Linked DNA regions of Mus musculus: regions 1 and 3 are each linked to region 2. Evidence: chromatin contacts called from public HiCAR-type and HiChIP or PLAC-seq data. All regions are on one chromosome and are shown on one strand. Each heading gives the region's core, a stretch centred on a gene start, on an enhancer-like site or on the middle of the called end of the contact. The rest is flanking DNA. Distances are from core to core; before and after follow the strand shown.

Region 1 (2,915 bases), core at 188-2,687, 490 kb before region 2:
GGCAGGGTAGAACATGCCTGTAACTTCAGTGATTGGGGTGGCAGTGGCGATCAGCAGATCCTAGGGGCTTGCTGGAGAGCCAGTATAGTTGAAACTGTGAGTTCAGGTTCAATGAGAGACCTTCATTGTATAAACCAAACAGGACAGGACAGGACAGGACAGAAGAGCAGCAGAGGAAGAGACCCAGCATCAACCTTGGCATCCATTATAAACACGCATAGGTGACTGCACCTGCACACACACACACACACACACACACAGAGAGAGAGAGAGAGAGAGAGAGAGAGAATGATGAAATGCACAGAATTGGAGCCAGACTGCTGTGTTCAAATCCTCACTGTACCACTTCCTGTGATTTTTAATTGCTCAGCTTCTCAGTCTCTTGGTTCCCTATCTGTAAAGTGGGGATAAAGACTGTACCTATCTCAAAGGGCTGTTCTGGTAACTAAGGAGTTAATATGTGTAGCATTCATCACAGGCTAAACACTGCATTAAGTATCTTCTTTTAGCTTAGTCAAATTGTGATGAATGTCTCCAGCATGCTCACTATACATTTTCTAGGACACTCGTATCTGTGGTGTGTGTTACTAACTTAGATCTATGTTTGTCTTCAACAAATAGAGTGAGGGTGGATGCGTGACCTTTTGGTGGGTGGCTAAACTCTCAGTTGTTTGCCAGGCTGTGACAAAGAGCAGAGGTTTCCCAAGGATATACTATAACCTCCATCAATTGGTCCTAGGTGAATTACGGAAAGTCTAATTCCCTCCTAAACCACAGGTTTACTATCAGCATCGGATGAGTGACGTTTGCAGCGGTGGAAACATCCCTGACCTTTGGTGAAGTCTGCCCCTTGCTCAGAAGCTGCGATGCCCTGAGTAAATCTGTGTACAGCAATACTTTCTTCCCTTCCTCACGTAGGCCTAGGAGGGGCAGAGGGAAAGAGAACCAGCTTGTGGGAGAGAGATAGTCAAGTACTTGTGAAATTGCTAATGACTGACAGCCAGGGACGGTGACAGTGCAGACAGAGGCTGAAGAGACCCTTCCTATCATAAGAGAACACTCATGCAAAACTAAACCCAGCTTTAAAAAAATTCTAAGTCATGAAAAATGAGGAAACACATGGTTTCTGTTGTTTTGTCTACAGAACTGAATGGCTGAGATACGTTTTTATTTTGCAATAAAAATAGATTTGGTAAGTTCTAACTTAAGGACTGACAGAATGAACTACATTGAAAAAAATCTCCATAAAAGATGGGGTTCCTCCATCTGGGAAGAAGACCAGGGTATCACTAGAAATCAAATAAAATCAACACCAATGAAGTCTATTTCCAGCCCATGAAAAAAGAATCTAGAAAGGAAAGTCCAGATCTCCTGTTTACCCAGCTGTCTGTACAAAGTGAATTATTCATGATTCAGGGTGAATAATAAGCCTATGCAAATATTTGTTGCATTCTCCATTCTGAAGGAGCAGCAGGAAATGAAGTCACTATAAAATGAGTTAGTTAACTCTTGCTCTTTGAAATAAAGTGAGAAAATTGCCACCGATGCTTACTTATATACGTCCCTCCTCTCAAAGAAAAATTTTTTTCCCTCGGAGGCTTCTGTCCTGTTGGAAATAACAAAGTGAAGCCTCTGGTGTACTGTGACCTTTCTACGGTTTCCTTAGGAACTACTTATGAAAGGTTTTGTTTTTTCTCAACGTCGAGGGTTAAGAAGCTCACAGCAGTTCTGTAAGGGGAAACCTTAACGGACAAGTTTCCGAGTACTTGCCACTTACTGTAAAGTCTTACCTGCAAACTTCAGTTACAGGTTTTTGATAAAGGGAATATTACAATAATACTGATACCCAGCAGCTTTTAGCTGTTTTTATCTTTTCACTACAGAGTTGGCTGGACAGTTTCCGTCAGAACTGCCAGACTAACAATTTAGAGTAGTGGTTCTCAACCTTCCTAAGGCTGTGACAGTTCCTCATGTTGTGGTGACCCGTAACCATAAAATTATTTTCATTGCTGCTTCATAACTGTAATTTTGCTACTGCTATGAATCACAATGTAAATATCTGATATGCAGGGTAGCTGATATCTGACACCCAGTAAAAGGGTAGTTTGAGAACTGCTGACTTAGCATTTAGACCTGTGTTAGCATTTACGCAGCCTGTCCACTGGTGTACCGCAGCCTGTCCACTGGTGTACCGCAGCCTGTCCACTGGTGTACTGCATCCTGTCCACTGGTGTACCGGCAGCTGTTACTCTTTTGTTACTTCAGTACCTTTCATACTGTGCCACCACCATAGGCTGCCCCATCACCCCAATCCTATTTTTAAAATATATTTTATTTCATATCTGAGACAAAGCTTTACTGTATATACCAGGCTGGCCTTGAACTCATGATTCCCCTATCTCAAGCTCCAGATGTGAGCCATAAAGGCTCAGTTTATCACAACCTCTTAAGGTGGTAAGCTAAAGTATGATGGCTGTTCTATATGATACACTTACGAATGAATTTTACCAATAAAAACAGTTGCACCTTGAGTCTTGTCCTGAAGCTGACATGATTCAGAGTGTGGGCTTGTTTCAGTGAAACAGACTAGGTTCAAAGCAACCTCACTTTTGCTCAGCAGTGGTCTCTGGAGGAGAAGCAGAGAGCTGGTTGAGATTCTTGTGGATCAGGCTGTCTAGAATTGCTCACTGGTGGATGTCCAAGCTCTGCCCAGAAGCTCTCTAGCCCTCCTCTCAGCCATCCTAGAGCCCAGGCAGAAGGACCTGGGCCACTGGACCAGACCCAGAGCAGACAGACAGACTCTCAGGCAGGACTCATGCTTCCACCACCTGGTTGGTAAATTATGGGTGGAAATAAGGCTTGCCTCACATTTTGCAGCTAAGAAACAGGAATAGGCAGCTCATTTGGATTTGGAT
Region 2 (3,071 bases), core at 2-2,501:
GATGCCTTAAAGACATTTAAGCTTCAAGCTCTCTGGGCTAGGAGCTGGCTCAGCTGCATGTGCCACAAAGCTAAAGACCCCAGTTCCTTCTCTGGGACAACAAGGTAGGTGTGATGGTTTGTATATGCTTGACCCAGGGAGTGAGAGTGTCACTATTGTTGGAGTAGGTGTGTCACTGTGGGCTTTATTACCCTCCTCCTAGCTGCCTGGAAGCCAGTCTTCTCCTAGTGGCCTCCAGATGAAGCTCAGAACCAGCTCCTCCTGCACCATGCCTGCCTGGACACTGCCATGCTCCTGCTTTGATGATACTGGACTGAACCTCTGAACCGTAAGCCAGGCCCAACTGAATGTCAGTATAAGAGCTGCCTTGGTCATGGCATCTGTTCACAACAGTAAAAGCCTAACTAAGACAGTAGAAGAGAGCTAATCCCACAACTAATCCTTTGATCTTCATATATGGGCTCCCACACAGACATAAAGTAAATAAATTTAAATTTTTTAAAAAATTAAAGCCGAGCAGTGGTGGCGCACACCTTTGATCCCAGCACTTGGGAGGCAGAGGCAGGTAGATTTCTGAGTTCAAGGCCAACCTGGTCTACAAATTAAGTCCCAGGACAGCCAGGGCTACACAGAGAAACCCTGTCTCGAAAAAGAAAAAAAAAAAATTTAAAAGACCTTCACTTATAAAACAAAACATTCTCAGATGAGACAGGAAGATTACTTAAGCCCAGGAGTTCAAGATAGTTCAGGGTAGTATAGTGGGACCTCATTCCAAAACAAAAGAAAATATTTTGTCTAGTAAGTTTTGTTTTGGTGTTTGTGTTTGTTTGTTTGTTTGTTTTGCCAGACATGTTGGGTTACACCTGGAATCCTAGCCCTTGAGAGGTCGAGGGAGGAAGTGAGCTTTGACTATACACAGAGACTCAAAAACAACAATAATAAAACAAAAAGACCTACAAGTTTTCTGTTTGGTTAATCTCCACCTATAAAAGGCATTGCTTTTCAACATGTTCTTTCTCAAATGTATAAGATCTCCTTTATCTTCCTTTTTTGAATTTCTGTTTCTGTACAAACAAGAACTGTTGGCCAGAGGTGGTCTAGAGAGTTGTCGAGTTGCTGTGGAAGAGATGCTTGGCCTTCTTGGTACAAATCGATTTGCCTGAGCATGATTATTTCCCTGTCTGGTACTGCACTATGCTGATGCTCAGATGACTCACTGTCATTGGAAGATCTCTGTAGACTGTAGGCATCTCTAACTAGGAATGGCATTAGTCATCATCCCCAGTGACCAATGGAGAGTACACAGAGTACACAAGACATCCTACAGCAGCATCTAATATGACTGACTAAGTGACATTAAAACTCAAGGCTCAGAGACTTAGATCATAGCTAGCCCATATATCCATCCCTTATCCAAACAGTGAACACACAGTGTGTCTAGGACAAACAGTGAACACACAGTGTGTCTAGGACAAACAGTGAGCACACAGTGTGTCCAGGACAGGGGTGCTTAAGGTACAGAGGATCGATGGTAACAAGGGACAAGTCTTCACATTTACAGTTTTGAGCAGAAGTCAGCCAAGAACAGATGATCATCACAGTGAGGTTTTCAACACTGAAACAATTGATATGACAGGGATACCCAGGGACTGTTGGGACTCCTAAGAAAGAAAACCCCCTTTTCACAGAAATGACATCTAGACTGACTCATGGTGGAAAAGAGAAGCCAAGAGCAAGATTGGGTTTGAAGAAGACAGCAAGAAAGGGTGTTACAGAGAGAACAGTTTCTACAAAGGTCTAGAACAAAAAGGGTTCTTAGGGGAAATGAAGTATTTTAGTTTTACTGGAAAATACTTCTGAACTTACAAAAGAACCAAAGTAATCCAGTGAAACGGTTTAAGGTAAAGGCACCCTGCCACCAAATTGATCACCTGAGTTTGACCCTCAGGACCAAGAGGAGGTCCTCAGGTGGCAAGAGGAAAGAGATTTCCTCTCAAGCCCAGGAGACTTGAGGGAAGTGGTCTTCACTAAGGAGACACACTGGCTAAGCTGGGTCTTGGGGTGGAAGGGGTTGACAAAAGGTTATGCCAGCCTGATGGCATGTGTCTGCACTTGGGACACACACACACACACACACACACACACACACACACAGATATGAAAAAAATGAGAACTGAACTACAGCTACACATACTGGCACACACCAACAATTGCAATCCTAGCACTCAAAAGCTGAAGCAGGAGGACTGAGTTCAATGTCAGCCTGAGTGCTATAGGATAGAACACAGACATACAGAAGGCAAGTTAAATCATTACACAAGTTGGATACCTCAAGATCTCAGGGCTTCTTTCTAGGAAACAGCCAAAAAGGTATAGATAAGTGACTAATCTGCACCAGTATTTATCTCAAGTGCTGTTGCTGTGTGACCTTGGGCAAGTTATTGAACTTCCTTATGCTTTTACAAGGAGAATAAGCAGAACCTGTCTTAACAGATTGATCTAAGGATTAAGTGCACTCATACATTGAAAAAAGACTAAGACAGTGCTGGGCCCAGAGCAAATAAACACTCAATAAGGGGTAGCTCTTCTTAATTCTCACTTTGCCTCCCTCCTTTGATTCTCAAGTGTGTGCTGCTTAAGGCCTCCCGGCCCCACTTCATACCACAGTGATGGATGACAGGTGGAAAAGGGCACCATCAATTCTCATTGAGCTAACCATACTATCACTCATTTGACAAACATTTATTGAGCACCCACTACATCCTAGTCTTTGTGCTCAGCACAGGAGATAAATGATGAATTCAAGACAAGACACAGTCCCTGTTCCTGTCTGACACGGAAGACAGGTAAATGAATAAGGAAAAACAAATCTGCTAAGTGCTAACAGAACAGGCTGTGCCCAGGAAACTTTAGGGAGGGGAGCTTCACTGAGGAGACACTGGCTGATCTAGGTCTTGTGGAGAAAGCTGACAAAAGGAAGGTCATGCCAGCTTGAAGGAACAGTGTGTCTGCACTTGGGTCCAAGCTGTTCCAAAGTAAAGGAATGTTCTCTGCACTTTTCTAGGGTATGA
Region 3 (2,894 bases), core at 20-2,519, 320 kb before region 2:
CGCAGAACACATCATTACCAACACCGCATGGGCTCACACTCAAATCAAACAAATGATGTGAAATTCCATGGTTTTTGCTGCGTCTCCCTATCAGGCTGAAAACCACAGATCTGAAATGACTGCAAACTTCCCAGAAAAGGGTGAAGGGACCTTTCCTGAGAGGCCTCTGTCTCTGCAAGGCTTCCTAGCACAGAGGCAGAACAGCAGATGGCACTCTGGTCTTGGGTTTTCAGGGCCAACTGGGTCACTACAAGTAGCAGTAATTGATCTCCTAAAAAGCTTTGTATTGCATGAAAGCCCACTCAATGACAAAAGTTACAATCACTTTAAAATTTAAAAGAAAAAAGAAAATTAGATAAAACAGACATTTTACCATCTTAACAAACAGAACTTGCTAAAATACAAAAAGGTAAAAGGTCTAGTAAAAAAAAAAAAACTTACTAAACATGGAATGCTTCCATTGTACATGAAGATGCAATGGTTTTAACTGCCTCTAATCCAATGGTCAGGCAAGCTCTCTATCTGATAAGGATCACCATGCACACAGAGATGCTGTAAGCTGCACAACAGATGGAAGTCTCTCAAGATCTTGCTGTGTTAGAGCAACTCTGTAGCTCTAATCAGGTACTGGTTCAGGCCAGTATTGCAAAGTAACTGCTGCGAATGACTTTGCTGCAGTCCACACATAACTAAATCTGGGAAATGCTGGATTTAGGGGCATTTTGCTATTTGTGGTGGTTTGAATGAGAATGGCCCCCACAGGTACATATACTTAAATGCTTAGCCATAAGGAGTGCCACTATCTGAGAAGGATTAGAAGCTGTGGCCTTGTTGGAACAGGTGTGACTTGTTGGAGGAAGTGCATCATTGGGGATTGGCTTTAAAGTTTAAAAAAAAAAAAACCCATGCCAAACCTTGTCCCTCTCTCTTGTCTCTTGGCCTGCAAATCAAAAAGTAGCTCACGGGGACTGTTCTAGAGCCCTGAGTGCAGCCATGCTTACTGTCATGCTGCTAAGGAACTAAACTTCTGAAACTGTAGCCCCGTTAAATGCTTTCTTGTAAGAGTTGCCTTGATCATACTGAATAAGACATCATCTCTGCTGGCACTGAAAAGTGGTGGAGTGTCCTGAACATTCTTCAAGACACCCCCAACAAAACTAAACAACACAGGGATCCAATTCTGAGATAAGAGACATAAGACACATGCCCTTCAATAGAGAGCAGCTCCAGGAAGCCTGCTTGATTTACAGAACTATACCAAGAACTTTCAACCACAATCTTGGCAGGTTTTCTCTCAAGGATTGATGGTGACAATTTCTACTTATCCACATAGTCTAGGTATCTAGAATGAGCAACCCTAGAACTCACACCTTCCAGAATTGAATTACAGAAAAGAAAGAAAAAAAAGCTAATTAAAAAACAAAAACGTATTCTAAGGAGCTCTTCTTAGCTAGCATACTTAAGCTTTCTGCCTAAAGGAAGAAAAATGGCTTTTACTGAAAGCCTTTTACTCAGAAAGAGTACTTCCCCCTTCTGCTCCAAGTCACAAGTCTCATAAATGCCAGGCAGTCGATCTACCACAGCTGTTGGTCCATCCAGCAGCCAGCTGCTTTCCCAGCCTCCCAATCCCTTTAGCTTCCTGTTCTCTAATTCCATGTCATTCTCAGTGCCTGAGTGACAGGTAAATTTGGTGACCTACTTTGGTGTCTGAAAACAAAACTGATGAAAATGGACACTGAAGGCTTAATGGGTCCTACTGAGCCACAGGCAGTGTCCTTCACGTTCAGTATTCAGGGTGGCATCAGAACTTGCCTTCGATAGGCTAAATGAACAAGCTGGTTACCTTCCCAAGACTGTCACAAGAAATATACCTTCCTAAAGCCTCAATATTGGAGTGCAATAGGTCCTGGTGTGGTACTTTTTAACTAAGCCATTGTTTGGCTCACTTTGGTCAGTCTAAAAGGTCTACAAACCACAAAGTAAAATGGAGAATGTTAACATTACAAGACATAATACGACTTCCTAAAAATTTAACATGACTGTGTAACAGCAAATTGGTCACTAACTTATAAAGCTAGTGCTTAAGTATGTACTCTATTTCAAATGTCACTTAAAGGCATTAAAGTGTTAAGAGGACCTCGTTTACATACTATAGCACATCTGTGTATCACCAACCCCTTTTTAAAATGTGCACCCTTAGCCCTTATATAGATACCATTCCCTCATAGTAAAAACCCCTATGCAGGCAGAGGAAGGCTTGTAAGAAGCTCATGACATATGCAGCTCTCCAAGGGTTGTAACAGCAGCAAACACTTGCTGGGGAAGAAAACTTTGGTAGACATGTCTGTAGTGTCTAGCTAAAGCCAATAATGTGGCTGTCACGAGTTACCACTCTGGGGAGTCTTCCAGTGATACAGCTACTTCTGAATCTTCTATAGCCCTCCAGCTCATCCTTTACCCACACACACTCCTAGAAGTGACCTTAGAAGCTCCCCGAGGTCAGCAAGACAGCCTCAGGTGGAACCATTTCTTAGGTCTGTAGTCAGTGTCCTATCTGGGATTTATAGAGGGCTGTTCATGTCTCCCCACAAGATATTACTCTATAGCTCTCATGTCTTGTGTCTCTGAAACTTTCTGTCTAGCCACAAGTGATTCTAATTCATCTCAAAACAAGAGTCCTTCCTTCCACATGTCACATGTTAAAGTGACAATCACAAACACCATTAGAGTTCATTGAGCTCTATTCTAAATCTCACCAATCTTTCAACACAAAAGTCCTGTTAATCATCTGAAGCTAAATACAATGAATATAAGAAAAAAATGTTATTTTTATTTTTTTTAAAGATAGGGTCTCCCTGTATAGTAGCCCTGCCTATCCTAGAAGTTCTTACATA

The links. HiCAR-type assays count read pairs that join an accessible place to other places. HiChIP or PLAC-seq counts read pairs in DNA pulled down with a chosen protein or histone mark.
Region 1: a HiCAR-type map of Th17 cells shows a contact between it and region 2, with 5 times the contacts expected there. The contact joins two enhancer-like sites. A contact is called at or near these places in 5 of 39 promoter capture datasets (the HPC-7 cell line, cranial neural crest, maxillary cranial neural crest and 2 more), 2 of 484 Hi-C or Micro-C datasets (Th1 cells and bone marrow-derived macrophages) and 1 of 115 datasets of contacts at active chromatin or transcription factors (Th17 cells).
Region 3: a BATF HiChIP or PLAC-seq map of CD8 T cells shows a contact between it and region 2, with 7 read pairs. The contact joins two enhancer-like sites. A contact is called at or near these places in 19 of 484 Hi-C or Micro-C datasets (LSK cells, the N1E-115 cell line, Th1 cells and 13 more), 6 of 115 datasets of contacts at active chromatin or transcription factors (CD8 T cells, the NIH/3T3 cell line, Th17 cells and 3 more) and 4 of 9 other capture datasets (adipose tissue, embryonic stem cells, liver and 1 more).

Annotation. Positions count from the first base shown.
Region 1 is chr11:4,334,969-4,337,883 of GRCm38.p6, forward strand. No RefSeq gene overlaps it. Among named protein-coding and RNA genes, the nearest start is that of Gm24803, 12 kb to the left of the region's middle. Within about 2 kb of position 1,438, at least 43 of the 459 cell types and tissues checked have an H3K27ac peak or open chromatin away from gene starts, as enhancers often do. A contact at or near this core is called in Th1 cells, Th17 cells and bone marrow-derived macrophages, where this site is marked.
Region 2 is chr11:4,825,115-4,828,185 of GRCm38.p6, forward strand. All of the region lies in intron 1 of Nf2 (neurofibromin 2), which reads right to left. Among named protein-coding and RNA genes, the nearest start is that of Nf2, 23 kb to the right of the region's middle. Within about 2 kb of position 1,252, at least 64 of the 459 cell types and tissues checked have an H3K27ac peak or open chromatin away from gene starts, as enhancers often do. A contact at or near this core is called in CD8 T cells, Th1 cells, Th17 cells and 2 more, where this site is marked.
Region 3 is chr11:4,500,837-4,503,730 of GRCm38.p6, forward strand. The region is part of intron 8 of Mtmr3 (myotubularin related protein 3); the gene reads right to left. Among named protein-coding and RNA genes, the nearest start is that of Hormad2, 61 kb to the left of the region's middle. Within about 2 kb of position 1,270, at least 8 of the 459 cell types and tissues checked have an H3K27ac peak or open chromatin away from gene starts, as enhancers often do. A contact at or near this core is called in CD8 T cells, Th17 cells and regulatory T cells, where this site is marked.